2 separate regions of the Mus musculus genome follow, and region 1 is linked to region 2. A link is a contact called in public Hi-C data. All regions are on one chromosome and are shown on one strand. The core of a region is the stretch at or near the end of the contact, and the rest is flanking DNA. Distances in the headings are between cores, read along the strand shown. Region 1 overlaps Vps13b (vacuolar protein sorting 13B). Region 2 overlaps Vps13b (vacuolar protein sorting 13B).

Region 1 (5,965 bases), core at 1,749-4,248, 140 kb before region 2:
GAGGAGGAAACCTTTCAGGCTCATCTCTTCCACTCTGGCCTCTACACTTCCACGGTCACTTTGATCTCTACACTACATACTCCCTCAGATGCTAGAAAGGCAGGGTGCCAAGCAGTATAGTTTTAAATTCCTTTGAAAGCAAATAAACAAAAACACCCTTGAAAAATCCTGCTCTGTAAATTTCTAACTCTGAAGTTTTCTTTTTATAGATTTTCCCAAAGCAACTTATTTTCAAACACTTGATCCTTTGCAATACCCATGGAAATCTTCCCCTCTAACTATACCACCGGGCTGCTTGACAAACAATAATTGCTTGGAGATGGGCTGATCTGAAATAAAGAAATCCAAGGGGGTGGGGGAAGGAAGCTGGCTCCTGACTACAGTTTACACAGCACGTGCACACTGCTCAAGTGCTGCTCAAACAAAGCAAGCAGCCATGCTAAGGGGAAGTAGATGCTTTCCCAAGGTTGCTGGGAACTCACTTCTCAAAGTGCTTAGGGGTGTCCTGTGCCCTCGTCCTTTGCTTTGGAGATTGTATACCAAGACCCATGTTAAGTAGGGAAGATGGAGCACAGGTATTGTGTCTGGTAATCTCCTCCCCAGGCAGTCCTGAGGTAGCCCTGCTAAGGAGCAGCACCACACTGTAGAACTGCTCCTGCCCTAGTGCTCCTCAGATGCACTGCCAGGGACTGTTCCTTCATAGCTCAGTTCTATTTATGAAAGGTCGCGAACTCCACAACCACTCCCACGAGAAGCCACGTGGCCATCCCTGGAGCTTCCAAAGCTGAATGCAGACAGGAGTATCGAGTCTCTTACCGAGCAGGCTGATGCCCAGTCTGGACAGGCCCTGTCGCAGTCCTTCACCTAGGCTCTCAGGGAGCTGCCGCCGCCACTCCTCCTGCCGGTTGTAGTGCTCCTCGTCCAGCGAGAGCCGGCCCATATTCCGGGCCAGGCTGGTGGCCAAGTTGGTGATGGATGTCAAGGCACCTGCGGGCACAAGAGCATGGGCTGGTTCCCTTCAGGTGGCAGCCAGGGTTTGTGAGGTGGGATGAGAAGACATGCCAGCAGCACTGAGTGGCTAAGACCTTTGCACCTTGCCAATAATTTCTCAAGACTTGGGGGAAAGATTTTTGAAGTCCTCTATGGATCCAGTTTTAAGAGATTAAAGTCCGACCGCTGACTACATGCCTAGCCTACCTATGTTTCTGAGCTCATTTTACAGGTTATGTTTAAGGTTATACTCCTTAGTCCCAGGTAGATTGTCAAGAAATGTTTCCACTTTACAACTTGTGAATTCACTGTTCCCTTTTCTTCCTCTGGTCTCTTTTTTGTTTGTTTTTTCAAGACAGGGTTTCTCTGTATAGTCCTGGCTGTCCTGGAACTCACTTTGTAGACCAGGCTGGCCTTGAACTCAGAAATCCGCCTGCCTCTGCCTCCCAAGTACTGAGATTAAAGGCGTGTGTCACCACGCCCGGCCCTCCTCTGCTCTCTTATACAGGCTTACATCAGCTTTGAACTTGTGATCTTCCTCAGCAAGCGTGACCGCACCTGGTCATGACTTCAGTCTTAATAAAGGGAGAAAGTAAACTCTATCACTTGGTATTCTGAGGGAAAAACCCTATTTGCTATAGAAGATTTATGAAGTTTTGGTAATCTGGACATTGACTGATAGAAAAGTCAACAAAGGAACCCAGGCAATGATTCTGTTTGGTTTTCCTAAAAAAAGACAACTTCCCATGCTCCAACAGTCCCAACTGCTCCAGCAAGTACATATGGATCTCAGCAGCAAAACCAGAAGACACCAATAGAGAAGAAATGGCAGGTCCCACTTCTGAAGCTATCATTTTTACCTGTGGTCTGAACACATAAGATACCCAGACACACTCAGACAGATGAACACACAGACTTGAACACATAGACACACATACAGACATGAATCACAGACACACACAGATGTATGAACACAGACACACACAGACATATAAACACAGAGACATATGAACACACAACACAGACAGACACACACACAGACACACACACACACAGACAACCCCCCCCCCCCCCGATTTTGCTAAGATGGGAGAACAAATGTAAGAAGCAGTCAGGATGCTAAATAAGCTGAGCTACAGTTTAACAGGTGTTTGCTGTCCTATTGTAAAACACAAACACCAGAACCTCAGAGGACCCATGGCAGGACTGAGAAGCCCACCAGGCACACATCTGTGAGTTTCTAGTCCGCTCCCAGGCCTCCCGGGATCTGGGGCTGGGGGAGGCTCCCTTTCATTGTCCATGGAATTTGTTTTTATTACTCTGGCTGCTCTCTTGCCAACCCCCCACCAGGAGCCCCCACCCTCACTATGGATCATGGAGTCTCATATTTCAAGCCTAAGTCTTCTTTTGAGGTCTTCTAGAGTCTTCAGTAACCTGCCCACTCATAACAGAGTTATGGTATTGTCTACAGTAAAATGCCTTTTATGGGCAAGAAGGCCTTTGCCCTGTTTTCTCTGCCTCCCGCTGAGAAGAAAAGGGGACTCAGATGGCCCTTGTTAGTTCCCTGGTCACTGCCAACCTGACCAAAATATCGAGCAAACACTGGATGAAATGAAAACATTCTCCTGGTGGGAAGCAGTTTAGCCTCCATGCCTGATGACCTGTCTGGACCACAAGATGGCACTGTGGATGTAGGGAGTGGGAGTAAAGCTGGCTTAGCAGTCAGCTTCCCCACTACAATGAGTCCATGTCCTTAGACAGCTATGACAACTGTATCTGCATTTTAGAAACATGATGAGGCAACTGGTGTGGGAGCCCTGCTGCTTAGCAGAGGTCACAAACACTGTCAGTATTTCTATATTTATTGTATAGAATAACAGTGGAGCCAGTTTGTGTTTTCTCAATGAGAACGTTTCTGAAACATTTTTAAACACTACAGGCAAGCAGTGATTTGTTTAAAACATGAGCTTTGCTATCATCCCAGCATTTCACAGCAAGTTAACACAACAGAAGCTGCAGGCTGGGTGAGCAAACTGAACAGCATGAACGCTTGAAACACAAGACAAGGCCCTGCAAGGACCGGCACCCGCTACCTTTGGAAATGTGCTTGACGAATGATGTGGTCCCTCTGGAGACTCCGCTCACGAAGGCTCCTGGGCCTCGGGTCAATCCCTCATATGGAAGCCTGAAGAAGTCCGAGATCCCATTCCCAATGCTTCTCACTAAGCTGGCGGGGCTGCCGAGGATTTCCAGAGACCCCACCACCCAGCCTGCAACACAAAGGGAAGGGGTTATTGAGACCTTGAGTTCAGCACTTTCAACACTCATGAAAAGTGGCCTGCTTTCTCTAAAATTCCCTTTCCACACTAGAACGAAGGGTGTATGACACCCATAAGCTTCTTTGGAGCAAAATATGGGAAATCATATCTGTGAATTCATAAATGGTGAACTTTCATACTTTATAAATCACAGTGTTCCTCTGGCAGCCTTGCAAATGGCTTTAATATGACTTCTGTGCCCAAGCCTCCTGTACTCCTGTAAAGGGAGCCATGTGCAGAGAACACCTCCAGCTCAGTCAGGCACTCTGGGCTGCAGGTGCTCACAGACTGAGATGTTTCTCCCTATCTGTCAGGGCGGCGGCGGCAGCAGCAGCAGCAGCAGCAGCAGCAGCAGCAGCAGCAGCTGCCTGGTGGTGAGAAGCCAGATGCTAAAATAGGGTATTGCAAAAGGGATGCAAGCTTTGACAAGGATGGAGGGTTCTTTTTAATCTTTCACAATCCTATCAAGCTGAGTACTTCTCTTAGAGTGGAGCTAGAGCCAAACAAATGTCTCTCCTTCAACCCTATTGGGCTGTGTAAACATCGGTGACAGGGACACACTGATTAGGTTAGCGAGAGGGAAGTGCTCCCCCACCCATGTCCCAGGAGCGTGGCTTTGGGTCTGCTTTCCTATTTAAATTCAGACTTGCCAGGAGCTGGCCTGCTCCAGTGGCTTGCTCACAGCCTTCTGCCTTTTCCCTTCCGCCTGGGGTGGGGACTGAGGGCTTGTAAGCCCAGAGGACTCCAGGGGCAGGCAAAGACCAGGGGCAGGGAGAGGAGAGATCTGAAAAAGCAACTTCCTTTAGGAATCTTTATGCCAAACTCAGTACTGTGGCCTTTTTATTGGGAAGGCTGTGAGGTAAGGCAAAGGATGGGAACTGTTCCCTCTCTCAATAGCAAGTCTCTGTGACAGAGATCCTCAGTTAAGTCACCAACCGAAGAGGGAGGCCAAGTCCCCAGGTCACTATCAAAGCAGAGAGCTTCCTAAAGTAGAGAGCATAGGACTGGCATAAATGTTGAGCCCTTTTCTGGAGCATTAGGGTGACAACATGGCTGTCAGTCATTAGGACTGACAAATGAAGAGCCACGTGGGGCCAAGGCACTGCTCATGGAATCCCCCAAGCACAAGGCCAACAGTGCCACCATCACCCTGCAAGTGTGCCTGACCACTGAGCTGCTGGGGGTCAGAGCTGTATGGATACAGGAGGTAGATGACAATCCCACTTGATGTGTGTCTACAGTATCTCTACTGGCAGGAATCAGAGGACACTGAAGTGAGATTTTGTTAGTAAGACATTCACAGTCTCTGGCTGAAAAATTTAGGAGTAGGGTTTCCAACCTAGGTTAGTTTACTTGATCTCTGCCCATCTCAATCAATCAATCAATCAATCAATCAATCAATCAATCAATCAATGGTCCTGTGGAATAAGTTATTCCTCTTCTTAGAGGATCTCCCAGAATGATCACAGGTTCCATCTGATGGCTGGTTTAGAGACCTTGGTTTCCCTGACACATGTGAAAGAGTCTCCTGTCAGGCTCCAGTGAAGCTTCCTTCAGGTCTGGGAACATAGAGGGCATACAGGGGAAGGCCCACGTTGACTCTTAATCCCATCTGGCTGCTGAGAGTCCTTTCCTATTCTTCCTAACCATATGGAAGGTGTACCGCTGATCAGTAAATCTGTGATCAGTAAAGCCTGAAGCCACCAGAGGGCTGTTTGTGGATGGAGATTCCACTTGGTGGCATCCAGGCTAGACAAAAAGACAGAGAGTATACAAGGATGCTCTTTACTCTTTTCTCAGAGGTGAGTGAAGTGGCCTCAGCACCCAGCAGGCATGGGTTCCAGACTCGCCGTCGAGCTTTGGCCACCTGCACTACACTGACATTGCCTGAGTGTGTACTGCTGTATAGTGCACAAGCTGTGCCCAACGTGCTGCTGACTTTAAAATGTTTACTACTACTCCTAATTTATGTGGCTGTGGGTGTGCAAAGGTATACACCTGTGGCGGCTAGGGGACAACTTGTAAGTCCTTTCCTTCCACTCTTACCCACTCAACTGGACAGCGGCCATCTTGCTGGCCTATTTATTCTGCATATTTAAGGGATAAATGGCAAGAACACACATAATTCTTCAGTATTTTCAGGCTACAAGTAGTTGGATCTGCAGATGTGAACCCAAGGATGCAGAGGTTCATCTGCATATTTTTGGCTTAGTTGTTTGGAAATCTTGTGGGTGATCTGAGTCTATGAGAGTGGGAGCTGGAGGTAGGCAAGAACCTTGAGAAATTCTCAAGCCCACATTCCTCCCTTTGAATGGAGCTACTCATTTCTAGTTAGCAGTTATGGGTTTTTAAAGCCTCTTCAAATGACTCCACAGACTTCCCCAGAAATGAGGTCATGGTGTTTTAAGCATCCCAGCCAGGAACCTTGAGTCCAGTGGGTAAATGCAGCCCTAAGTGAGATGGACACAACCCACTCCCTCCTGGCTAGCCCTCATCCGTTCTCTACAGGAATGCTAGTCCATTCTCTTTGGGCCTGCCAGCCACCCTCCCCGTGGCCTTTCTATTTCTCAATGCTCCAATGACTTTTCTTTCAAGTAATATTCAGTTTTAGTGACAATGTTTTCAATTTCAATTTCAGCTTTGGTGTTAAAATTTCT
Region 2 (5,309 bases), core at 205-2,704:
CGAGAAGGAGCAAGGCAAGCTCAAGTCCAATGATTTCACAGCTCTAAACTGTGTCCTCTTGTTTGCAGAAATCTAAGGCGTGCCATCTTAATAGAGCCATAAATTACCCTGACAGGGTAGCTAAAGTGTAAGCTCAGTCCCCACCCTCCTGTGGAAAGAGACTCGCTGTCAGTTCAGAATTTATAACTACATACTTTGCGTGTCTCCAAAATGACATGCTTCAAACAGCAAAAGGGATCGGCACTGTGTGCCCATGTTGGCGGCAGTGTGTTTGTGTGGCAACTGTTTAAAGAACATACTATACTATGAGACAGATTTAATAGATACCAAAGAAATACTATTGACTTTAAAATATTTCAGAATATATGATACAATTTCTATCTTAGATTCTCTTTTTTTCCCCGAGACAGGGTTTCTCTGTGTAGCCCTGGCTGTCCTTGAACTCAGAAATCTGCCTGCCTCTGCCTCTCAAGTGCTGGGATTAAAGGCATGAACCACCACTGCCTGGCTCTAACTTAGATTCTTGTTACTGGCAGAGCCCTCATAAGATTTCCTGTTATATTACAAGCATCACATCTACAATCAGACGGCAATCGCGATTTTATTAAGACACATGGGAGAACATAAGTGTTCTAGGAGAGAGGAGTTAGTTGTAAGATTCATGGCTGCACAAGCATCTGCAGAGTGGAGGAATAGAAAGTCCCTTGAAATAGTCATAGTTTAGAAGTATTATATTGTATTCTGCAAAATGAAAATGGGAATTCTTTTAACAAGCTCAGTTAATAATTTCTACTATATTATTTTTAAAACGAGTAAGTGAATATTAAAGCTCTCTAGGTTGCACAAATGTATCAACGTTTGAGGAAAAACATTAGCTTTCTTTTTTTTCTTTCTTTTTTTTTTTTTGGTTTTTCCGAGACAGGGTTTCTCTGTGTAGCCCTGGCTGTCCTGGAACTCACTCTGTAGACCAGGCTGGCCTCGAACTCAGAAATCAGCCCGCCTCTGCCTTCCAAGTGCTGGGATTAAAGGTGTGCGCCACCACTGCCCAGCAAACATTAGCTTTCTTGTTTCATGCTTTTATATTCCCTTTCCCCACATACTTTCCATAGGTTTCTAATAGCTTAGATGATAAAAAAAAATCATTAGGCAAACTCATTTTTTTCTTGGTCTTCTTGACAAGTGAGGGAACATGCCTACAGCACATTCCCAATGGTGTTTCTCTAAGAATTACTTAGCACATAGGATTCCTCTAGAATTACAAATCTATTTCAGCTCTTAAATTAAAATTCATCTGGGAAGGACTGCTTTTCCCTGTTTATATAACATTGTCACATAAAGAGTGTTAAAAAAATATTTCTCTAAAAATAGCCTGCGTAAGTTAGGGATTAGCAGAGCTCTGTTGCTGGGCCGTTCCTTTGTAGTTTTTTCCATGATGTTCTTGCACAGTGTTTTTGACTGTGTTTATTAAAGTCAGCACATCAAAAAGGATCAAAGAAAAGTGAGGGAGAAGCAAAGAAACCCCAAGTGTGTTGTCTCATTGGGGAGCTATGCAGATTCAGATAAACAAGTGCAAATTGTTGAGGGTTTAATGAAAAAATTTTGACAATTATTTTATCTTGCGTCCTTCTATAGGACGCCATGTGCACAACAGATGCTCTGCTGTGTGCAGACCGCTCCTCTCTGTTTAATAGCCCATCGGAGATGACTACTTTGTCACTGTGCTCAATTTGGTTCAGCAAATAATTTGAGAAGTGCAGCTGCTGCAGATGCTCACAATGGTGACAGAAACTGTAAAATCAAAGACTTGGGGAAGTTTTTCTGCATTAGAGTCAACCTATAAAAATCTGACAGTCATTCCTTTGAGCTCAAAGATACATCATAAAAATTGGTTTGAATACAGACCACCACCACTTGAAAACTACACAAAAAAATATGGCTGCTGGTAGTGTGTGTCTTTTTATTTTTGTCACTTATCAAGACAATACCAAATTGTCCGGTGTGGTGGCACATCTTGAATCCTGGCACTGAGGAGGCAGAGGCAGGCAGATGTTTAAATCTGGGGCAAGCATGGTCTACATAGGTAGTGAGTTCCAGGACAACCAGAGCTACATGGTGATATCCTATCTCAAAACAAGCCAAAACCAAACGAATGTATTTCAAGTTAACTGAAAAAACATGCAATTTGAAGATATTCAACTGCATTATGAAATTAATATTCATAATGATAAATTACTGTTTTCTTTGAAATACAGTTGCAACTATTTTTTATTTAAGTATGTCTTGATCCTGGTGTGAAGGCCAAGTTTACAGCTAGCCTGGGATCCAGAAAGAGATCCTATCTTCCCCAACTAAAAACAAAACCAAAAAGAGCTATGCAGTAATCTCTCAATTAGTTTCCCTAGATGCTAGCCTTTAGCCACAACTAGAATCTGTCCCAACCCTATCTCATTTACACACAACAGATTTTGTTATAGTTTCATTATAATACATCTTTTTAAATTAAGTGACTAACTTCAATTTTGATTTAATGTGACTCTAAAAAACTATTTTAAGATGTTTGCTGGACACTGACCAGCAGAATTATACCAAGTATCTTTTAGTCAAGGCGAATGTATCTATTTTTGTGCTTAACAAGATAAAAGAACATAATTATACAAGAAGAGGGTTATACAGTTTTTCTAATATAAAAGGGAAAATTACAAAAAATAGACCATTTGACTGGCTAAATAAAAAATGTTCAATTGTATCATAATGAAAACAATTATGAAGGTTAAATATCTTTAAAAATGAATCTAGAGATAATGCGATGTGAGCAGAGCTGGCCTGCATGGGGGTCTAAAGCTCTTCCTCTGTTTGGGACATAATTTTTCCCTGCCACCATTAAGGGACAGCATTTAGAAAGGTGTGAGGTTGGGCTCGGAGGACCTGACACTCTAGTGTCCAGTGTTTGAGAATCTTTCATGTCTCCTAGACCCTTCATTTTTCATTTCTGACTTTAAAAACAACAAAGGAAGAAAAAAAAGATCTTTTAGCTGGCTTGATTACGTATATTTCAGAGAGGAAGGACATTAACTATGTTTTGGCCTAATATTATTATTACACAACTATTAAAATTAAAACCAAACCACTGTGCTCAAACTGGCTCTCTAGAACTAAATTACAATTAGTCTCCAGCTGACAATTACTTTTTAGTACACAGCTTAGGGACTGACAAAAATCAGTCCACAACCCTCCTCCATACAGGGCCATGGAAAAGGACATACTCCCACAGGATTGTGGGAAAATATATGGTTTCCTCTTGAGACTTCTGTTCCAGAGTGACACTTCTGCACTTGCCTCTCAGCTTTCCCAGTAGCAGATTCTGTGACTGAAATGGTTATTTCCTGCCTGTGTTGACTTTTCTCCTCTCACACTTTGTGCCCACCTTCTCTGATTCAGTGTGGAAAAGCTACTACTTAGTCATAGTGGCAAAGGAGAAAAATGGAGATGTCATGGCCAGTTAGCTCCATGCCCCTCTACAGTTTCAGTCTTTCCCCGGCCAGGTGTGGCCTGCCTGACACAACACCTCAGTGATACTCTCCCAGGCTTGAGCTTCAGCTGGGCACCTTGTAGAGCATATCTGCCACCATGGCAATTTTTCTTTTGAAAATAAATGGTTCCCAGTGACACATTAGAATCACTTGCGAGGCTGACCAAATTCACATCATTGGGTTCTGTGCCCAGAGAGTATGATTCATAAGCTGGGTTGGGGGTCTAGTACACACATTCCCAGTAAGGTGTCAGGTGATCTGCTGTGCTTGTTCCACAGACTGCACCGTGGAAACACTGTTCTAAGGCTTCCAAAGCTCAACTCGATGTTGTGCTAGCCACTTCAGCTAAAAGGAACTTAGGAACCAACAGTTCCAAAGACAGCTGCAGGAATGTACCTCAAGACATGGATAGGAAGCAGCTTAGAGCTAGGAAATACCCTGGCTCACAGATTTGTTTAAACAGACAAATAACCTTAAACAAAATGACAATAGCCCCAAACCAAACCAAACCAAACCAAACCAAACCAAACCAAACCAAACCAAACCAAACCAAACCAAATCAGCATCTCTGAAATCATTTCACAAGCTAGAACTGTTCCCATCTCTAATGACTCTAAGTCCTTAAAACACTGCATTTTTCACATGCTAACAAAGGGTGTTTTCTCCTCCTCCCTCCATTCCACCCTACCCCCTTTCTGTAACTTACCAGGTACTTTTTGTGCTGCTTTGACAGTAAGGCTTCCATTGAGGTTTGACAGTGATGCTAACACACATGGCTTATGAGGGTGCGGGACAGTTTCCATGGAGACCACGATTTGGGTAGTATGGACAGAAACTTTTTGAAAGCAGGAGATGGCTCTCCAAATGTTTTCTTGAAATGATGTCTTCTGTGCTTCATCACAGTGAACTTTGGTCTTTGACAACTTTCCACGGTAACATTTGGGGACAGGAGGCTCATCCATATTCAGTATAGAGTCTGACGGGGTGGAGGTCTCTTTGCTATGTGCAGAGCTGTGTGCCTTTTTTATCTTCTTTAAAAAATGATTTATCTGATCGAGTTTGGTAAAACTTAAGTTTGCTTTCAAAGGCTTTGATACATCCAAGTAGATGTCAGCTACAAGAAAAAGGAAACAGGGTGACTGGAGCTCCCCAGTTAAATACTAATCAAAGTACAAAGCTCTGTGATCTTTCACTTGTCCCTCTTCTCAGAGCTGACTGAAGGGACATACCTCTGCGCTGCCTACCCACCTGGTCTGCTGGCCACTCATACAAGGCCCACACCCACACAGGGGTTTCTACCTCTGCCCTTAGGCTCTACAGCAAGCTGGAGGAGGCTTTCCAGTGTGGCACCTACCCAAAACTGCCATTTGGTCTCCCAAGGTAACAGAATTCCATCATAGGATCAGAATAGTATGAGACAAAGTGCTCATCCCAAGCATCACGGGTCTGCCCACCACACTGGCTTCCTGACCCTTTTCTTGCCTTTTATGCAGAAGTGCTCATTTCTCCTTTATGAGCAGCTATAAGCAGAAGATTCTGTGACTGATGAACACTCAAGTATATTATTAAAATAAATGGAATAGAAATTTTTTTGTTGTTTTTTCTAATTTTTTAATAGAAAACTGCTTTTTTCCTTTTAAATTTTTTTAACTTAATTTTATTTGTAATTCATTTTTTTATACTCCATATTCCATTCCCTGCCCCCCCCATCCACCATCTGACTGCTCCACATCCCACACCTCTTCTCAACCCCACCCCATCTCCATGTGGATGTCCCCA

The links. Hi-C and Micro-C count contacts between places; a contact is called where the count stands out from the background.
Region 1: a Hi-C map of uterus shows a contact between it and region 2, with 5 times the contacts expected there. The contact joins two enhancer-like sites. A contact is called at or near these places in 8 of 484 Hi-C or Micro-C datasets (Sertoli cells, embryonic stem cells, liver and 1 more), 1 of 115 datasets of contacts at active chromatin or transcription factors (fibro-adipogenic progenitors) and 1 of 9 other capture datasets (embryonic stem cells).

What each region holds. Positions count from the first base shown.
Region 1 is chr15:35,912,069-35,918,033 of GRCm38.p6, reverse strand. Vps13b (vacuolar protein sorting 13B) reads right to left here. Exons shown (of 62, transcript NM_177151.4): 57 at 3,084-3,260; 58 at 817-987. Among named protein-coding and RNA genes, the nearest start is that of Cox6c, 23 kb to the left of the region's middle. Within about 2 kb of position 2,998, at least 52 of the 459 cell types and tissues checked have an H3K27ac peak or open chromatin away from gene starts, as enhancers often do. A contact at or near this core is called in uterus, where this site is marked.
Region 2 is chr15:35,769,791-35,775,099 of GRCm38.p6, reverse strand. Vps13b (vacuolar protein sorting 13B) reads right to left here. Exons shown (of 62, transcript NM_177151.4): 36 at 4,237-4,644. Among named protein-coding and RNA genes, the nearest start is that of Mir875, 110 kb to the right of the region's middle. Within about 2 kb of position 1,454, at least 15 of the 459 cell types and tissues checked have an H3K27ac peak or open chromatin away from gene starts, as enhancers often do. A contact at or near this core is called in uterus, where this site is marked.